2 separate regions of the Mus musculus genome follow, and region 1 is linked to region 2. The links are chromatin contacts, called in public promoter capture Hi-C maps. All regions are on one chromosome and are shown on one strand. Each heading gives the region's core, a stretch centred on a gene start, on an enhancer-like site or on the middle of the called end of the contact. The rest is flanking DNA. Distances are from core to core; before and after follow the strand shown.

Region 1 (4,561 bases), core at 1,829-4,328, 75 kb before region 2:
CAAAACTCAACTCCAATTTTCTGAGAAACCTCCAGACTGATTTCCAGAGTGGTTGTACCAGTTTGCAATCCCACCAGCAATGGAGGAGTGTTCCTCTTTCTCCACATCCTCTCCAACATGTGTTGTCACCTGAGGTTTTGATCTTAGCCATTCTCATTGGGTTAAGGTAGAATCTCAGGGTCATTTTGATTTGCATGTCTCTGATCACTAAGGACTCTGAACATTTCTTTAGGTACTTCTCAGCCATTTGAGATTCTTCAGTTGTGAGTTCTCTGTTTAGATCTATACCCCATTTTTTGATTGGGTTGTTTGGGTTTTTGGTGATTAACGTCTTCAGTTCTTTATATATTTTGGATATTAGCCCTCTACTGGATATGGGGTTAGTGGAGATTTTTTTTCCAATCTGTAGGTTGCCAATTTGTCTTATCAACTATGACCTTTGTCTTACAGAAGCTTTTCAGTTTCATGAGGTCCCATGTATCAATTCTTGATCTTAGAGCATGAGCCATTGGAGTTCTGCTTAGAAAACTGGGTAATAAGGAGGGCCCATGGGAGCACTGTAAATTTTCCTCAAAAGGAAAAACAAAATAGTCATCAGAGGTGGATGGAGAGAGGGAACTGTGTGGGAGAGGAGGTGAGGAAGGAATGGGGATGGCAGTCAGGTGTGGGGAGAGGAGGGCAGGTTAGGTCTAGGAATGATAATGGTAATCAAGGGGGGGCATCTCTGGAACTAACTGGAGACCTGGGCCAGGAGACTACAGGGAGTCTATGGAGGTGACTGTAGCTGAGATTCCTATAAGCAGGAGATATAGAGACTAAATAGGCTACCTCCTGTAGCCAGACAGAACTTTTAGTGAAGGAAGGGGGATATCAACCTACTCATAAAACCTTCAACCCAAAATTTGTCCTGCCTTCAACATGTGCAGGGAAAAGATGGAGCAGAGATGAAGAAACAGCCAACCAATGACTGGCGCAACTGACCCATCCATGTGAGAGAGCTAGTTCCTGACACTATTAATGATACTCTGCCATGCTTGCAGAGCCTAGTATAACTGTTTTGAGAGGCTTCATCCAGCAGTGGATGAAAACAGATGCAGAGGCCCAGAGCAAAACATCAGACAGAGCTCAGGGAGTCATGAAGAAGAGTGGGAACAGGATTGAGAAAGCTGGAGGGTCAAGGGCACCATAAAAAGAATTACAGAGACAACTGGGCCCAGGGTTGCTCACAAAAACTGAAGCACCAACCAAAGAGCATGCATGGGCCGAACTTAGGCCCACTACACATATGTAGTAGATATGCAGCTTGGTCTTCATGTGAGTACCCTAAAAATTAGATTGGGGTCTATCTCTGACTCTGTTGCCTGCTATTGAGTCCCCTTCTCCTACTTGGACTACCTGGTTGGGCCTCAGAGGGAAAGGATATTTCCAATCCTACTGGGACTTAGATGTCCCAGGGTGGGGTGGTACCCAAGGATGTGTCCCCTTCTCTAAGGAGAATGGGAGGTGGTAATGAGGAGGGATTTCTAATGGCAGGACTGGGAGGAAAGGAGGGAAGGGGGCTATGATCAGGATGTAAATGAATAAAAATATATAAATTACTGATAAAAAACAAGTAAGCATGCTTACTTTTTCTTCATCACTATAAAGTCATCTTTTCACTGTTTTTCAGCCTAGAGGACTTTTGGATCTTCTGCCTTCCTGCTTGTAATGTAATAGCTGTCTTCAAAATAATTTAGTTTTCAGCAACTTGACCATGAACTGTGTAGATATGAGTTCCTTTGTATAGATCCACTCTAGAGTTTGATGACCTTCCTGGATCTACAACCTGAGTTAATAAAGTCTTGATGACCAAACCCAGGCCTCACATGAGCTTTAAAAATGTTTTACTTCTGAGCAGTATCCCTAGCCAATTCAGTACAAAAGTCTTAATGTATATAGGCTGAACTGACCTCAAAGATGGCTTATTCTGATGATTTACCCATTGTATGAGTCTAGACTATTCTCTCCAACACAAATTGTTGCATCATCTTGATCTTCAATTCAGTGAAGAATTAAAACTGAATTACTCAAGGATTTGAAAAGATAACAACATTGACTTTGTCTTCTGTTTTACCATCACTCACATGGGGGTTGTTCTCAGTCATGAAACTTACTTTTTCTTTCTAGGCCTCTTTAAAAGATTCTTAAGAGAAAATGTCTCAGTGTATCTATCCCCATCTCAAACTTTATGTCCTCAGGCATTTACTAGGAAAACCTTAAGGAAGGGATGGTGCAATGGCAGAATTGTAACTGAGTGGGCAGAGGGACTCCAGTTTGGCCCTCACTGGGCACAGAGACTAATCAGACACAGTCAGTACTTGATTTTTAGCTCAGAAATATATACATACTTACAGACAACAATAAAATAATGATAGGGTGCATTTAATTAGGTGTCCAAATATTAGCATAAGCAAAACATGTGACAATAGTTTGGATTAGAATTTACATAAATGATGTGGAATAAAAGGTTTAGATGAATGAGCAAAGCCAATGTTTAACTGAGACTTCTCATATTAGTGGTTATCACAGAACCTAAGATAATGAAGTGACATTATTATGACAATTATTTTATAAAGACTCACATGACAATGTTGTGTGGGATTAGTTTGAAAGAGTGAAGGCAAAGTGTTTGGTCATTTGCACCTCAGTCATAATCAAAAGAGACAAATTTCCTGTTTCAGGATGTGGGAGTGGAAATAGAGAAGTAGTAGATGACTGTCCGGTCTGTGTTCATTCAGAGATGATGCACCTAACCCTCAAGAGACTAGAAGCCCCAGGGAGTTTAGAGGTCAGGTGGGGTCAGGGGTGGGGACCTCCACATGGAGACAGGGGGTGAGGAGGAAGTGTGGGATGTGGAACAGTCAAAGGGAGAATGGGAGTGGGGGATAAAACATGGAATGGAAAATAAATAAATAAATACATCAAATAAAAAGAAAGGAAAGATCTAAGAATGCTTTGGAAATGCATCATCATCTAGTGTCTAGAGAGTGGTCAGCAGAGAAGGAATTAGCATGGCTGATTCATTGCTGGGTGCTGCTATGATGCAATCATCAGTAAGAAACGAAGAAGTTGAAAGAGGTTTCTTCCCTCCAGCTTTGAGGAAATGCTAGTGTACCTTAGGACTTACTACAACAGGGTTGACAGCAGATCCAGGTTTAGAAACGAGGAGTGCCTGATTCACATTAGATGTCAGATCTAAAACTGGACTCATAATCAAAAGAAATTTGTCTTTACAAATGTAGGTTTGGGGTTAGGTTATAAAGGCAGAAGGAAAATATTGGCAATGTTGGAAGAGGCCATTATAATTATTATTATTGTTGTTGTATATTTTATTTATTTACATTTCAAATGTTATTCCCTTTCCCAGTTTCCCCTCTGGAAAACCCCTGTCCCACCCTCCCTCTCCCTGCTTCTATTAGGGTGCTCCCCCACCTGCTCACCCACTCCTGCAATTCCCCTACACTGGGGGGCATCAAGCCTTCACAGGACCAATGGCCTCTCCTTCCATTGATGTCTGACAAAGCCATCCTTTGCTACTATGCAGCTGGAGCCATGGGTCCCTCCATCTGTACTCTTTGGTTGGTGGTTTAGTTCCTGGGATGATACTGCTGTTCTTCCTATGGGTTGCAAACCCCTTCAGCTCCTTCATTCCTTTCTCTAACTCCTCCACTGGGGATCCCGTGCTCAGTCCAATGGTTGGCTAAGAACATATGCCTCTGTATTTGTCAGGCTCTGGCAGAGCCTCTCAGGAGACAGCTATATCAGGGACCTGTCAGCAAACACTTCTTGGCATCTGCAGTAGTGTCTGGGTTTGATGACTGAATATAGGATGGATCCCTAAGTGGGGCAGTCTCCAGATGACTTTTCCTTCAGTCTCTGCTCCACACTTTGTCTCCATATTTCCTCCCTTGGGTATTTTTTGCCCTTCTAAGAAGGACTGAAGCATCCACACTTTGTTCTTCCTTCTTCTTGTATTCCAAGCTTTGGGCTAATGTTCACTTATCAGTATACCGTGTGTGTTCTTTTGTGACTGGGTTACCTCACCAAAAGCTAGAAAACAATCTTCTTCCAAGAAACCCAAAAGAAGATAGCCACACAAACATAATTCCAACAACAAAAATAACATGAGGCCATAAAGTCTTGAGAAGATCAGGTGAATGAGAGATTACAGGGAGAGTTGGGTTTTCATGTATTTTTTTTCTTTGTTTCTTTCTGTTTTTTTTTTTGTTGTTGTTGTTTGTTTGTTTGTTTGTTTGTTTTCCCTTACCACATATCCTGCCTAAGGGTGGCTGTTTGTCCTTACATACCACTAGTATCCTGCCCTTTACCATATTTAATAGCTCATTCTAGACCCATAGATATCCATTCCTGAGCCCTTTCTAACTTAATCTGAGAAAAGGCTCTAGTTCATGAAGTCCATCCGATCCTTATGACCATGCTCCCTGTCATGATGCTTTGCACACACAGGAGTGAGCAGAGACCAGAGGCCTAGTTTGATTTGCCTTCTGATTTTACAGAGACC
Region 2 (4,212 bases), core at 1,575-4,074:
TGAATGCTTCTAAGTAAATACAATTTTTTTATTAAAAAAAAAAAGAATCTGAGCAGCAATGATCTACTACTAGGATCATCTGATCTAATCTTTCTTTCTTTTCATTGATAAAACAAATCTAAAATCTGAAATGTATTGATTCTGTAATCAATTTTTCCATTATAGGCTATGAATTAAATCATAGTATATTAAATATTAGTATTTTACATATCCCTAATGAAAGAGGCAGTAAATGGGATAAAGTTATAATAGTTTACCCAAAGAACCAGTAGTAATAATAGATCTATAAACAGGTTTCTTAAGGATCATTCTGAGGTCTAAGATGAGCAACTAAACTCAGACTAAGTGGAAGGCAAGTAGAATCATAATGTGTACCATATATGCATAGGATCTTTCAAGTAAAGTCTATATAAAGCTACAGGACCATGAAAGCAACCCCTTTCCTCCTGATCTGAGGATCAGACATGATTGATGCAAAAGGTTGGAGCTATGATGAGAACCAAAGAACGGAGAAGAACCATCCACTTGACCACACAGAATACTGTTCTGTTCCCTCTGCTGTGTCCTCCACTACCATACCAAAACCTATTAGCTTGGACAAAGGATCCATCTTGGTTAGCACTAGAGATTCCTTTACTACTCAGTGTGCCTCAAGAAAGGGAAAAATCACAGAACAATAATCTCAATGCATGGGAAAAGAAAAATGAACCAGAAAAGAATTCTGTAGCAGTGACTTGTGTAATGGTGAGAGGAACTGGAAACCAAGCACAAAACTGAAGAGCCAACTATATACAGCATTAGAGGGGCACCGTTGCTGTGCTTCCTCTATTTGTCTATCTAGAGACATCGCTCTCCAATCCTTATACCCAGAGCTGTTTTCCAATTCGCTGATTGCCCTGGTCTGCTGACAGTGGTAAACTTCCCTTAAGAGGCAAATGTGCTAAGGGCTCCAGCTGCTGATAATCTTCTATAGCTTGTAGGGGGAAAGCTTGTTCAACATGAAACACAGAAGGATTAGAAATACAATCACACATTCTAAAAGTTAGTCATATGATAAATTTCCTGAAAGCTAAGTAGGTAGGTAGGTAGGTAGGTAGGTACATAGATACATATGTACATACATACATACATACATACAATACAGGATACAGATTGACTGATACTTGTTACATTGAAACATAAGAAGATAACCATTCTCAAGTATACACAAGCCCAGATGACAGAAAGACATTGATAAAGCTCTAATCATTGAAGAATTGCCAGTTAAATCAGTACAAGAGAGCTTTTAACTAAAAGGCATGATTTACTGCAGAACAACAATTAATGAGATCTATGAGACAAGAGAAAAATGAGATGAAAGATTTTAGCATGCAGACAGGACACAGATGGTTTCTTAGAGACATCTCAGGGAGATATGAGGCTAGATGTAGTTCAGCTTGGTAAGAACATACAATATATTTGACACATTATAGGCAAGAATGGTCACAATATAAACTTTAATTAGGCAGTAAAAGGTGAACATATAATCAGCGAAGAGCTGAACTCTGGGTCAGGTTGGGGTGTTGGCATTTGGGAATTAGGCACCAAAAACGCCCCTGTGAGTCCACCCTGGGACATACAGAAAGACCCTGACACATAAATAGTGAGAGGGCTGCCTTCTAGCCTATCTTCTTTCCTTTGTATCAGCTGCTAATCCCAGGAAACATTTCCTGCCAGGGCCTTCCCATGGTCACACCAGGCTGGAATGCAGAGCAGCATCTTCCTCAGGTCCCTTCTTATAAGCTGCTTCTTGCAGTAAATGGGAGCAAAGAACTTCACAACTAAACAATGTGCACAGACTGAGAGACCTTGAAGTCCTCAGTCCTAAGTTGGATGGATGTTTTCATCAATTCCCTCTCCCTAAACCTCAGGAAGCCTGCAAACGAGAAAGTGGAACGACTGGGAGAGCCATAAAGGATTCATGACCCCAAGGAGACAGCAAAGACAACAGGACTTATGTACATATGAACTCAAAGAAACTACAGCAGCACACACAAGCTCTGCCAGGGTCCCAGAGATGGGTTCCCACTGGCCAAAAAAAAAAAAAAAAAAAAAAAAAAAAATCTCCAATGAAGCCTTACTGGGTATATTAATCACACTTCAGGGTAGGCCCTATGCTCAGGAGTATTTAATTGGCCAACAGAAAACCTTTGTAGACCTTTTGTCTTTGTTTATTTGTTTGGGCATTTCTTTGGTCTTATTGGTCTTTTGCTTTTGAAGTTGGATGGGTAGCGGGTAGATAGGATCTGGGAGGAATTAGGAGAGAACAAAAACATGATCAACATATATTGTATGAAAATATTTTCCAACTAAGAAAACAGAAAACAGAGAGGAGAGGAGAAAATAGCACAGGGTAGGAACTCAGGCACTCACAGAGGGAGAGAATACTTGGCTTTGTGTCTGGAATTCATTGCATGTTCAAAGAATGCAAGCTGTTGAGGTTAATGCTCTTTTTTTGAGAGTATGTGCTCCCTAATATCAAATATTGACTTTGGTCATGCAATTAGCTGGAAAATCATTCATTACTTCATTATGTAAAAGTCACTTAAAGAGGCCTGTTTTTTTGAATTGTCATCAACACATTAAATCTTTATTTAATGTCATCTAGAATTCACACCGTTTCCTAACTGTCAAAGGTAATTAACTGTTCCCTGTGAGCTTTCATTTCATATCCTCAGCTCAGTGATGCTGATCAGGACCAAAAGAGACCCAGCTGGTGATGATATCTGAGTGATGAAACAGTGACAGATGTAACAAAGATGGGAGGGGCTAAGGGGTGCATGAAGTGACCATTGGGAGGTTCAGAGCAAACCATTAAGGGCATGCTCTCCCTGAGCCAAGGTAGAGAATCCTGTTCCTCACAGCTCTGTGCTCAGAAACTCTGCAAGAAAGGTGAGTCTTGAGCCTGGAGCTCCTCTTCCCAAACAGTTGAACTAGCTATATAGTGCATGGAGCTTTTAGGAGAGTAGCATATAGGATGACTTGGACTAAGAAGTTCATCAAATCAAACTTCTTTCCCTTTGTTTGAAAAGTCCCAGTAGAAGCATACTCTCCTGTTTCTCAGTCTTCCTATCTGGAGTTTTCTCCACCTGCTGATTTTGCCTAGAGCCCTTACCTATCCAAACCTGCTGGCTCCGGTAGACATCCCCCAGGAGACAAGTGAGCAGAAGATTCCGGCCTCTGCTGATCTTCTTTCTATACCTCGAAAGGAAAGAGCTGGACCATCATGAAACTTATTATCTATCTCACCATCCTAGCTGGTATGTATTTAAGACTTAGTACTCTGTTCATTACAGTGTGGGTTAACCTAAACATAGTGAGGTGAAATAAGTGGGTTGATGGCTTGCAGATTTATGCATATCTACTGATATGAGTAGAATCTGAGTCTCTTCAGTTAGAGCCCATCCAAGGGCTAAACACAAACAGTATACCCTAAGTATTAAGCTCTTGGATAGATTATGGCATATACCTGCCCTGTAGAACCCTCAACAATGAGAGTGCCCTCTGGTGATTGTGAAATATGAGCCTCATTGCTTTCGGGGAAGATCCTAATGTGATCACATGAGCAGAAGGCCCAGTTTGACTTCTGGTTTCTCCTCTGTACCATAACTTGGAATGCAGGAAGTGGTAAAGGTTAGAACAAAAGACTTAATTTGATGGTTTCTACTACTTCAGTCTCTGCTTCCATGAATTTGGGATTGAAGAATTTTCCACCAGCCCATGTCACATACTAGCTGGATTGACTTTGGGAAATCTAACTAACCCAGCACCTCATATAGAGCTCAAAATCTTTTGCCTTTATTAATAATCTATCTTCCCTGCTTTGAAGTTTTTAAGTATGGTTACACAGAGGTTAGGCATAGGCCCAGATGTGGGCAAGTTGGCAGAAGTACCAGTAAGAGCATAGAAGACAGCCCTAGTCTCAGCCTACATCTCTATTACACTCCACTGCTTTTTTTTTACTTTTTGAAAATTTTAAATCAAGTGTCACTATTTTTGATGTGTTCTACTTACTTGTGTGTTTTTTATTTCAATATCTAACATTATATATTAGATTTTTATGCTTCCAATGTTTAACAACTATTATGTATTACTAAAAATGTATACACTTATCAATTATCTTTGCCTACATCTGGTTATGTCTTTAAAATGGATTCCTATTGTTGGAATACT

The links. Promoter capture Hi-C pulls out the DNA fragments that hold promoters and counts their contacts.
Region 1: a promoter capture Hi-C map of macrophages shows a contact between it and region 2, with 7 read pairs. The contact joins the enhancer-like site here to the promoter of Prss37 in region 2. A contact is called at or near these places in 2 of 39 promoter capture datasets (the C10 cell line and macrophages), 1 of 115 datasets of contacts at active chromatin or transcription factors (embryonic stem cells) and 3 of 9 other capture datasets (adipose tissue, liver and pancreatic islet).

The regions. Positions count from the first base shown.
Region 1 is chr6:40,593,523-40,598,083 of GRCm38.p6, reverse strand. No RefSeq gene overlaps it. Among named protein-coding and RNA genes, the nearest start is that of Clec5a, 10 kb to the right of the region's middle. Within about 2 kb of position 3,078, at least 49 of the 459 cell types and tissues checked have an H3K27ac peak or open chromatin away from gene starts, as enhancers often do. A contact at or near this core is called in macrophages, where this site is marked.
Region 2 is chr6:40,518,120-40,522,331 of GRCm38.p6, reverse strand. Prss37 (protease, serine 37) reads left to right here and starts at 2,824. Exons shown (of 6, transcript NM_026317.2): 1 at 2,824-2,931; 2 at 3,146-3,299. The coding sequence starts at 3,266.